Regions from separate parts of the Mus musculus genome. Here region 2 is linked to region 1. Evidence: chromatin contacts called from public Hi-C data. All regions are on one chromosome and are shown on one strand. The core of a region is the stretch at or near the end of the contact, and the rest is flanking DNA. Distances in the headings are between cores, read along the strand shown.

The links. A called contact is a pair of places that touch in the nucleus more often than the background predicts.
Region 2: a Hi-C map of uterus shows a contact between it and region 1, with 2.9 times the contacts expected there. The contact joins two enhancer-like sites. A contact is called at or near these places in 1 of 15 datasets of contacts at CTCF or cohesin (the NIH/3T3 cell line), 5 of 484 Hi-C or Micro-C datasets (bone marrow-derived macrophages, embryonic stem cells, myocytes and 1 more), 2 of 115 datasets of contacts at active chromatin or transcription factors (both in embryonic stem cells) and 2 of 9 other capture datasets (adipose tissue and embryonic stem cells).

What each region holds. Positions count from the first base shown.
Region 1 is chr13:93,845,956-93,850,598 of GRCm38.p6, reverse strand. All of the region lies in intron 4 of Arsb (arylsulfatase B), which reads right to left. Among named protein-coding and RNA genes, the nearest start is that of Mir5624, 58 kb to the right of the region's middle. Within about 2 kb of position 3,223, at least 5 of the 459 cell types and tissues checked have an H3K27ac peak or open chromatin away from gene starts, as enhancers often do. A contact at or near this core is called in uterus, where this site is marked.
Region 2 is chr13:94,104,699-94,109,541 of GRCm38.p6, reverse strand. The region is part of intron 1 of Lhfpl2 (lipoma HMGIC fusion partner-like 2); the gene reads right to left. Among named protein-coding and RNA genes, the nearest start is that of Lhfpl2, 49 kb to the right of the region's middle. Within about 2 kb of position 2,886, at least 20 of the 459 cell types and tissues checked have an H3K27ac peak or open chromatin away from gene starts, as enhancers often do. A contact at or near this core is called in uterus, where this site is marked.

The sequences.
Region 1 (4,643 bases), core at 1,974-4,473:
TCACTTTTCCTGTATAGTAAGGAGCTACTATATGAAACATATTAGAATAAACTGTTAGAATGAATATCCTCCATCATTAGCTAGTGAGAGGCTCAGGGCACAGTTAAGGATAGTTTAGACATAAGGAAAAGCATTTTATATTCCATATTCACATCATTGTTTCAATCTATATCGATATAAGATAAACCTTCACAGACGTCTCTTCCAGAATCGTCTGCATATGCATATGAAATCCATGCTGGAGTAAAGTGATGTTAGACTTAAATATCGAAAAAGAGCTACCCATAAACCAAACAGAATGCCCTTGGTGACTTTTATCTCTTCTGCAATGATGTTTCCAGATAGCAAGGTTCTTCTCATTCCTTGTCATTCTTGTCACCCTAACCCAGGAAGCAATCAGGGCAGTCAATGCTTACCCTCTGGGGACAACGTCAGCAGAAAACTGAAACTGACTTCTGACTGGGACAGTCATTCAGAGCTACTTAGAGAAGGAAAGAGGACAGCAGAAAAGCGAGGGAGTGCAGCTGCATCCCTAAGAAGATCCTTGGGTTCCCCCAAGCTCTGGAAATTCCACCCCAATATGGAATGATGTTCATAAGGGCTATCTCATGCCCGAGAGGAAACTGGGGGCAGAAGAGGCAACAGCAAGCCTCTGCATTTTCAGGTAGCAGGCCACACCAGAGCATCAGGGGAGCTCAGGTCCGCTCATGAATGTTCTATCTGTTGTTGAGAAGCACACAAATGATGTGCAGGTAGTACAAAGAGTCTCTGCAACAGGGAGGACCCAGGATGGTCCTGATGGGTGAAATGGTAGATGTGCTGGGAACAGGAATGTTGCCACTGAGCAAGGACTGTGGAGCAGACACTCCCACCTCCTGCCCCGGCTCTAGGAAAGGAGCCATAAATCCACTGAGATGGCCTGCACTGGCTGTTGTTGCTGTTAACATAGATTATCACTGGCTAAATGAGTATAAAGGCGTCAACTTAGAGTTTTGGGGGCTTCAAAATCCAGGCCCATCGGTTCAGTGAAGGACTCTCTCAGAGCTGCATAAACCCATGGCAGAAAACAGGAGGACTGAAGAGATGGATGGGAGAGATTTTACAACAAAGCTACTCCTGCAGTAACGGCCTTAATCCATCCTTAGCCACATCACTTCTAAATCCCTGTCTCTCAAATATAGACACCGTGGCAATTCAATTTGGGAAGGGACATGCAAAACATCATATGAGGTGTCCCCCCACCTCTACACACACACACACACACACACACACACACACACACACACACACACAGAGCAGAACAGGAACCCAGGCCATCCTGGCTTCACTGATGAGAAGAAAAGAAGTTATGTATTACACTTCTAAATCTGAACAAAGAAATCTGTGGTTACTCTGTGGTGTAAGAGCATTTGAATTTTAACAAAGGTATTAAGCCTGACAAAGGGAAACAGTTTGCTAGACTATGTTGAGTAAAAAAAAAAAACTCCAGGACAAAACCAAAACAAACCTTGACTAATTCTGACCTCATGACATATACTAAAAAACTGAAGCCAGTTATGTTACAATTTAACAACAAAGAGACAAAGAAGTCAATTAAAACAGGAGCAAAAGGTGGGAAGAGACATCACTCCAAAGAAGGTTTATAGATGGCCAATGAACACATACAAGATACCCAGCATCACTGGTCACTAGGTAGGCACAAACCAAAACCCCAGGGATGTCACGTTTGTACCGCAGAGTACAACTGTACTAAAAACCTGATGGTGTCCATGTGGAGCCGTGACAACTAGTCATGCTGCTGCTGGAGACGCAACACTCCCCGTACATCACTATGGCTCCCTGGGAAAACATGTAGGTGGCTCTTCAGAAAGGTTCCAGATAAACTAGTTACTTTTATGCCACCACAGAAGACAATAAAGTACAGGCTCATGCTACAACATGGTAAAACATTACAGTAAGCGAAAGTGAGACATAAATGACCAAATACCACATGGTTTTATTTATATGACATGTCCGAAGCAGGAAAATCTATATAGAAACCGTAGACAGTGGCTGCAGGATTGGGAGGGACAGGAATGGGAGCAACTGATAATGGGTGCAGGATTTCTGTCAGAGCTGACAAACATGTCCTGGAACTGGATGATGACAGCAAATGCACAACTTTGTGAAAATACTACAAACTAGTAAAACAACAACAACAAAAAAACCCAAAAAAAAATCCAAAACAAACAAACAAAAAAAAACCTGCACGCTTTTTAAATGTTGTGGTATGTGAATTATACCTCAATTAGCAATTGTGTGATGTCCTAGTTTGGTTTCAGTTGCTGGGATACACAGGGTGAAGGGCTGAAGAGATGGATGGCTCTGTGGTCAGGAGGACACTCCCTGCTCTCCCAGAGGGCCTGGTTTTCTTACCAACATGCTGGCTCACAACTGTCTGGGCCTACAGTTGCTGGGGCTCCAATGCCCCTTCTAGCCTGGTGCAGTGTGTGTGTGCTACACATACACACATACATACAGGCAAACACTTATACACATCAACTAGAAACAAATCTTTAACAACACTAATGAAAAGCAACATGGGAGAAAAGGTTATTTGGCTTATACTTCATTACTGAGGGAAATCAAGACAGGAATTGAAGGCAGAAACCTGGAGCAGGAAAAGAAACAGAACTATGAAGGAGAGCTACTTGCTGGCTTACTCCCCTCCATCTTACTCAGCCTGCATCTTATACAGGAGAGGACCGAGTACCCAAGACTGGCACTGTTTCCAGTGGGATGGACTTCCTACATCAATCATTAATCAAGAAAATGCCCTAAAGGCCAGCCTGATAGAGGCGCTTTCTCAATTGCGGTTCCCTCTTTCCAAACGACCTTAGCTTGTGTCAAGTTGACATAAAACTATCCAGCCCATAAACAAAATAAAAAGGAAAGACAGATTAAAGACTTAAAAGTAAAACAAACCCCATGAAACTCTTACAGAAAAACATAAAATAATTTGTGCATCAGGATAGATCAAAGGTCTCTTAAGCTAAGTTTTTGGGACACTATGCTTGCCTATAAGAATCAGTAAGACCCATCACAGGGTTAAGAGGAAGCAGGTGATGTGACTTCAAAAGGAAAGAGTGCAGTCCCTGCTAGGCACCATTGCAATGGAGCATCCATCCCGAATGTGCTAGCCTAGACGAGGCATTTCACAAGTAGCAAAGCTCTTCCTGGTGTCACAGGAATGCACACAGCCTGCATCACAGAAACCACCCACGCTCGCCACTCTGCCTTGCCTGGTTCAGGGATGTCAGGGATGAGTCTTGAGGCTCAGGGTAGACACCTCTGGACAGGTATTTCAAACACTATCCTAACTATGAAAACCCCTAGGTTTTGGGACACAGCCAGTTTGTCATGCTTTCACTGGTCTGTCACATTGACTTGGCTTCTTATAAATAAAGCACACATGCACATACGTGTGCACAGACCGGCAGCTATGTCCTGGAGCCAGTGAGTCTCTCTCAGCTTCAGTGACCTTACTTTGAAACCCCGTTTCTCAGTGGAGTCCTTTGAGGGCAAGTTGATCCCGATAAAACATGCATCAGGCATGAGAAACACAGGATTCAGTTTTGGAAAGCTTTCTGCATGTAGCCAGAGAGACGGCCTCATTGTTTATTCCATTTTTGGCTTCCTGAAAGTTTAAATATGAATCAAGTGGAAAATGACTTCAAAATAGATAAGGGATTACACAAATCTTTCCTGTATTTCACATGGCCGTGGAAATACGTTAACCCTCTCAGACACGAGATGGTGTGCTGGTGGTGGTTTATTGTTTTGTTTTTAAAATTACAGATGATAAAAATCCAATTGTTCTACATGCATTTCTATGACTTTTGACAACCACGGAACAACAATCATACTCAAGAAACGGGGCACCCCAGGAGGACTCCTATGCGACGTTTCTGTATTCAAGTTATACATTCAACCCCTGTCCCTCGTTCCATGGTTATCTCTCCATCTCTAAAGTTTTGCTCCTGTGAGAATGTTTCATTAAAAATAAAATCACAGGTGTGGTGGCATGCACCTTTGATCCCAGCACTCAGGAGGCTGAGGTAGGTGGATCTCTGTGAGTTCGAAGCCAGCCTGGTCTATAGAGAGAGTTCCAGGACAGCTTGGGCTGTTACACAGAGAAACCCTGTCTCAAAAAACAATAAACAGGGACTAGAGAGATGGCTCAGTGGTTAAGAGCATCAACTGCTCTTTCAGAGGTCCTGAGTTCAAGTCCTAGCAACCACATGGTGGCTCACAACCATCTGTAATGGGATCTGATGCCCTCTTCTGGTGTGTCTGAAGACAGTGACAGTGTACTCACATAATATGATAAATAAATCTTTTTTAAAAAAGAAAAACAATAAATAAACAAACAATTTTTTGGTTTTGTACTTCATAGCACTATAATAATATAATAAACTGCCAATAAATAAATAAATAAATAAATAAATAAATAAATAAAAATTTAAAAGCACAAAGTATAATCTTGGTCTGGCTTTCTTTCCTCTGCACAATGTGTTAGGAATCCCTCCACACTGGTGTGTATGGTACACATTCCTTATACACTGTGGGAAGCCCCTAGTTAGTTATAGTTCTTTATCTGTTAT
Region 2 (4,843 bases), core at 1,637-4,136, 260 kb before region 1:
CCCACAGTAGGGGAGAGCTATGGAGACCTATGAAGTACTAGTCACTGAAACTGTTGGCTCTGTTCAACTCAGAGGGTGAAGTTTCGCCTTCAAACTGAGGAGACCCAGTAACAGTGAGTATCTTGGTGTCAAAGAGGTAGGTAGGGTTTCCCCTACACCAAGATGAGAGGGCCACGCCCTCCTCCATTAGGAAAAAGGCCCTCTGTGGTCCCAGGAAGGAAAGCTATGTTGGCCTAGTCCTTCCATGTTCTCTCTAAGCACTCCTGAGACCAACCCATGGCACAGTGAGACGTCATCAGTCAGGGTTATGAGTACAGTCTGGCCACAGAGCCCCACCCAGCTGACTGGCCCACACAGTGGCTGACCTCTGAGCTTGGCCTGATCATCTCCATTCTCAAATGCATTAGCGAGCTCCAAAGTCTTGAACGAGGTCTTAGATGCATTCCTCATCCAACGGTGATAACAAGATGGAATGATAGGAAGCAACTTTTAGTTTACTATACTAATTAAGCTAATGTCTTTGAGTAAATCCAGTTATAGTCAATGGTAGACAACAACCTACAACTGGTGTAGGCCTCTTTCTCTACAAGCTTCTTCAAGGTCAGAGGGCTGCAGATGCCTTGCTGAGGTCTCTGAACAATCTTTCCTTAAAGACCGTTCTGCTCACCTCAGTTTTTGCTCCAGAGCATTTGTTAAGGTGAAGCAAGGCCATTCACACTAGAATGGAACAATTCTTCCTACCACTGTCCTCAGCGACTATGTCACCTTGACACAGCTCAAACCTCAGCAGGTTCTGTGTAACTCAATAACAACAATGCACTCAGTGAGCTGCTGCTGTGGACAGCATCCTTCAGAGAGCCAATTCCAGTCCAGGGAGATGAGGTGACAAAAAGCCTTCTGGTGGGCCAGGTGTGACAGCATACATGCGCTATCCCAATACTAGAACAACTAAGGCAGAAACATCATGAATTCAAATCTAGCCTGGCCTCCTCAGTACAACTCTAGCTTAATAACCACCACATAATCTTGGCTGAGGCAGACAATAACCACGTCCCTCCTATTCTGTGTTTCTGGCATCATATTACAAAACAGGTTCCTCAGGGCCTGGTGGGCTCTGATGTGTCTTGAGAACTCTGGGGCATAAGGGACCTGATGACAAACCAACCAAAGGTGCCACATCATTTGTGTCCTGTATTAGGATTACACATGAGATCAAGGGACTGTCATAAGTAAACAGACATCCTGAGAAGCCTCACTCATGACGGAACTAACTCCAAACAAAGGAAAGTTTCAAGGGAGAAAGAACTAAACTCATGGCTTCATTTTAATGAGTATGCTCCTTAAAAAGCTAAAAAGAAAGACACCAGCACTAAAGCCAAATGTTGAAGCTTAAGAGTTCTCACAATGATGTCTGCCTGCCCAAGGAAAAAAAGGCAAAGAATGTGGGGTTCAGAGACCCAGGCCCAAAGCCCCAGATACTCAAGGGCTGAACAGGAATGCTAACACCACAAGTTCAAGACCAGCCTTGGCAACATGCACAGGGAAAATAAACCCCAAGGAAAATGGATTTGCGGATCCCTGAGGACGTCCCACACGCACAGAGCAGATCAGGAGAGAGTGGCAGTGGACATTTAATCTAAAGTTAAAGTCAGAGAAGTTAGAGAAGCCAATGGCTCCGGGCACAGGCGGAATTCAGCAAGTCACTAAGGTAAGTTCCTAAATCTTTCTGGGTGGACCTGTATACACCTGCAATCTCACCTCTGAGGAGCCTGAGTCAGGAGGACAGAAAGCCTCAGGCCAGCTTCAAGTACAAGAGAGCTAGTCTCAAAAATAATAAACAAGAATCAGGAGAGGTGGCTCAGTGGTTAAAGGCATTTGCTGCTCCTGCAGAGGACCAGAGTTCCACTCTCAGCACCTACACAGCAGCTCACAACCATCCATAGCAATAGCTCCAATTCCAGGGGATCCAACACTCTCTTTTGATGTCTGTGGGCATCAGACATACGTATGGTAGCATATAAATACCTTCACGCAAAACACTCATGCACATAAAATGATTTTTTGAAAGAATTAAAAAATAAACAAATAAAATTCCAAAACCTTTACCCTAAAAATGGAATGTGGAAAAACTCATGAAGTTCTCAAAATTACCAACACACATAAAAATAAAAACCGGGGCTTTTACCGCTTGAATTCCTCTCTGCTAAGCACCTTCCACAGCTTTCTGTTTCCACGGCTGAGAAAACCTCCGCGTTCTTTGGTGCGAGTGTTCGCTAGCCCTGGAAGTTTGTCTCTTTTGAGGTCAGTGGGAGGCAGGCAGATGGGCCAGCCACTATGCAGTAGGAGGAAGATCTGGATGTAATTTGCAGAAGGAGAAGCCAATGGCTCCAGGCTCAGGGGGAATTCAGCAAAGTCACCAAAAGCTATGTTCACTGTGGTTTGGCATCCCACAAAGAACCTTTTCTTTGACTTTTCAATTTTTATCATTCTAGGCTCATACTGGAGCCAGATGATTCTACTGGCTTCTTCCAGACAATCTGCTTAACTCTGTAGAGTCAAGAGTGTCCAGTAGCCCAGATCTAAACATCCTTGCGGTACAACAGTTGCGCGTGGATCGTGTTTCTACACCGAATCGTGGCCGTTTGGTGGCTTCTCTGGGCTTTAGCCAGCCAATTGCCTTCTTCACGCCATCCTCTGAAGAGAACACATGCTGTTTTCTACAAGGAGAACTTCTCTGATTGTATCCCTCCCATTTACCCCTCGACCTGCAGACGCAGTACTACCACACAAGGCAGGAGTCACCACAGAGCTCAGCATTTAACATCAATGGCCGCAAACAAAGGACTGACTATTCTTCTGATCTCCTGAGATATGAGTACTAACCTGAGTGGTTAATAAATCTGGAACACTGCGAAAGACCATTTTGGTCGCCCTCCAAGCAGACTTACTTAAGCGACCTAATTTTTATGTTCCACTTTGAAGATCTCCTCGACAGAAATTCCACAATTTCCACGAGTTGCTTAACTCATGGTTTCATTTCTTTTGGCATCAATGGGGACTGTTTTAGCTTTTTTTTTTTTTAAGTGAAATGAGAAAGAGATTTCCAGATGGAGTTAGGTGGAATGGTGTCAGAAGCCACGCACCCGAAAGTCCCCTGGAAGACGCTTTCCAGACAAACAGGGCATCGCCTTAACGCCGGCTCTCTTGATAGACAGCCAGGAGGTAGCCTATGCCCTCAACGGCAGGTCCACAGAAGGTGCCTGGATTCCCAAGAGCACACATGCTGCTGGCTCCAAGGCAGGTCTGCGATGAATCTGCACTGAAAATCTAAGTTCACAAACTCAATGACACCACAGCTGCTGGGGAGCAAGTGTGCAATAAAGACGTGTGTTCTGGTCACTAGAGACGATCTTCTCTGGGTCTTCCAAATTTCTCAAATAAAGAAAGAAACCTGGGGGGAGGGTTATATCCTTTCCTACTTTAATAGTTTCTGTTCCCTAAGAGTATTATATTGCGTTTTCTGACATTCTTTTAAAGAAGAACTTCCCACCATGCTACAACCCTTCTGGAGACTTTGCCCTCGGCTTTCTGGAATTCTTCAATGAAACTCGAAAGCCATGTTTACCTGACCCCCAATGCTACCCTAATGAAACCTCTGTTTTTCGTTCTTTGAACTCTTCTCCCCCTCTTTCCTTATCATGCCCTCTGGGAAGGAAAGGCAAGTACAGGGGTTGGCTGGACCTCAACTGGTAAATACCAGCAAAACTGAGTTTGAACAGTTTCTCAGAACTTGGACAGAGTCACAAAGATATGAATTATGCTCCCTTCTCCGGCACGGCTGCTGCGTTTCACCTGCAGAAAGAATCAATTAAAGATAGGACACGCCAGCACATTGATTTTATTTCTCTCTCACAAGCAAAACCAAGATATCAATCACAAGAAGAATAAGAACTAACAGATTCTCATTTTTTTTTTTTAATTTTTAAAGACAGAGCAGAAAGAACCTTAGGCTGCAGAGATAGCCCACTGGGTAAAGTACTTGGCCCATAAGCATGAAGGACAGTGTTCAGGTCCCTGGTATACACAGAAAGCCAGATGGGGCTTTCTCTCTCTCTCTCTCTCTCTCTCTCTCTCTCTCTCTCTCTCTCTCTCTCTCACACACACACACACACACACACAGAGAGAGAAATATACTAGGGGTGGGGGTGTGTTCTAAGAAGCAAGGAGAAGCAAGGCTGGTTTTCTGCCAAGAGTCTGAGAGACGCTGGTTTACGATTTTGCTGCCTGGGATCCTTGAGGAAGTTTAGTTGATAATTTCCTTTCCTTGCCAGAGAGAATATTCTGTTGTGGGGAGTTTTAATTTGTTTTTCAGTTTCACTTAAAATGGTTGAATTGAACTACGTTTAGGAAGATCCGAGAGGGAGGAGTTGTGCAATGAGCATGGTTAAAAAAATAAAAGTCCCTTCTAGGCATGTAAAAATAGCTTAGTCTGGAATCCCACTACACCCAAGGCTGTACCTGATAGCCAGAACCTAGTGACATGTGCACTCAGGATAACCAGACAGAGTCTTAGAACCCCACTGGACAGTATATAAGCTGAGACCAAGAGCATCGCTCTGCTCTGCACATCTGGAGAGGCACCACCTTGACCCGCCCTGCGGCCGGACAGTCTCCCCGGGATCCCGACTCTTGAACCAGAGACTTCTCTTACAGACTGAATCTGACCTTCAGCTAAGCTATGCCACATGGGTGAGCAGCTTTGAGGAGATGGGCTTAGGATTGAGGTTGGGAATTTAGAGTGTGAAGCTTGTGTGCTGACCCTCACCGTAATAAAATATAACCT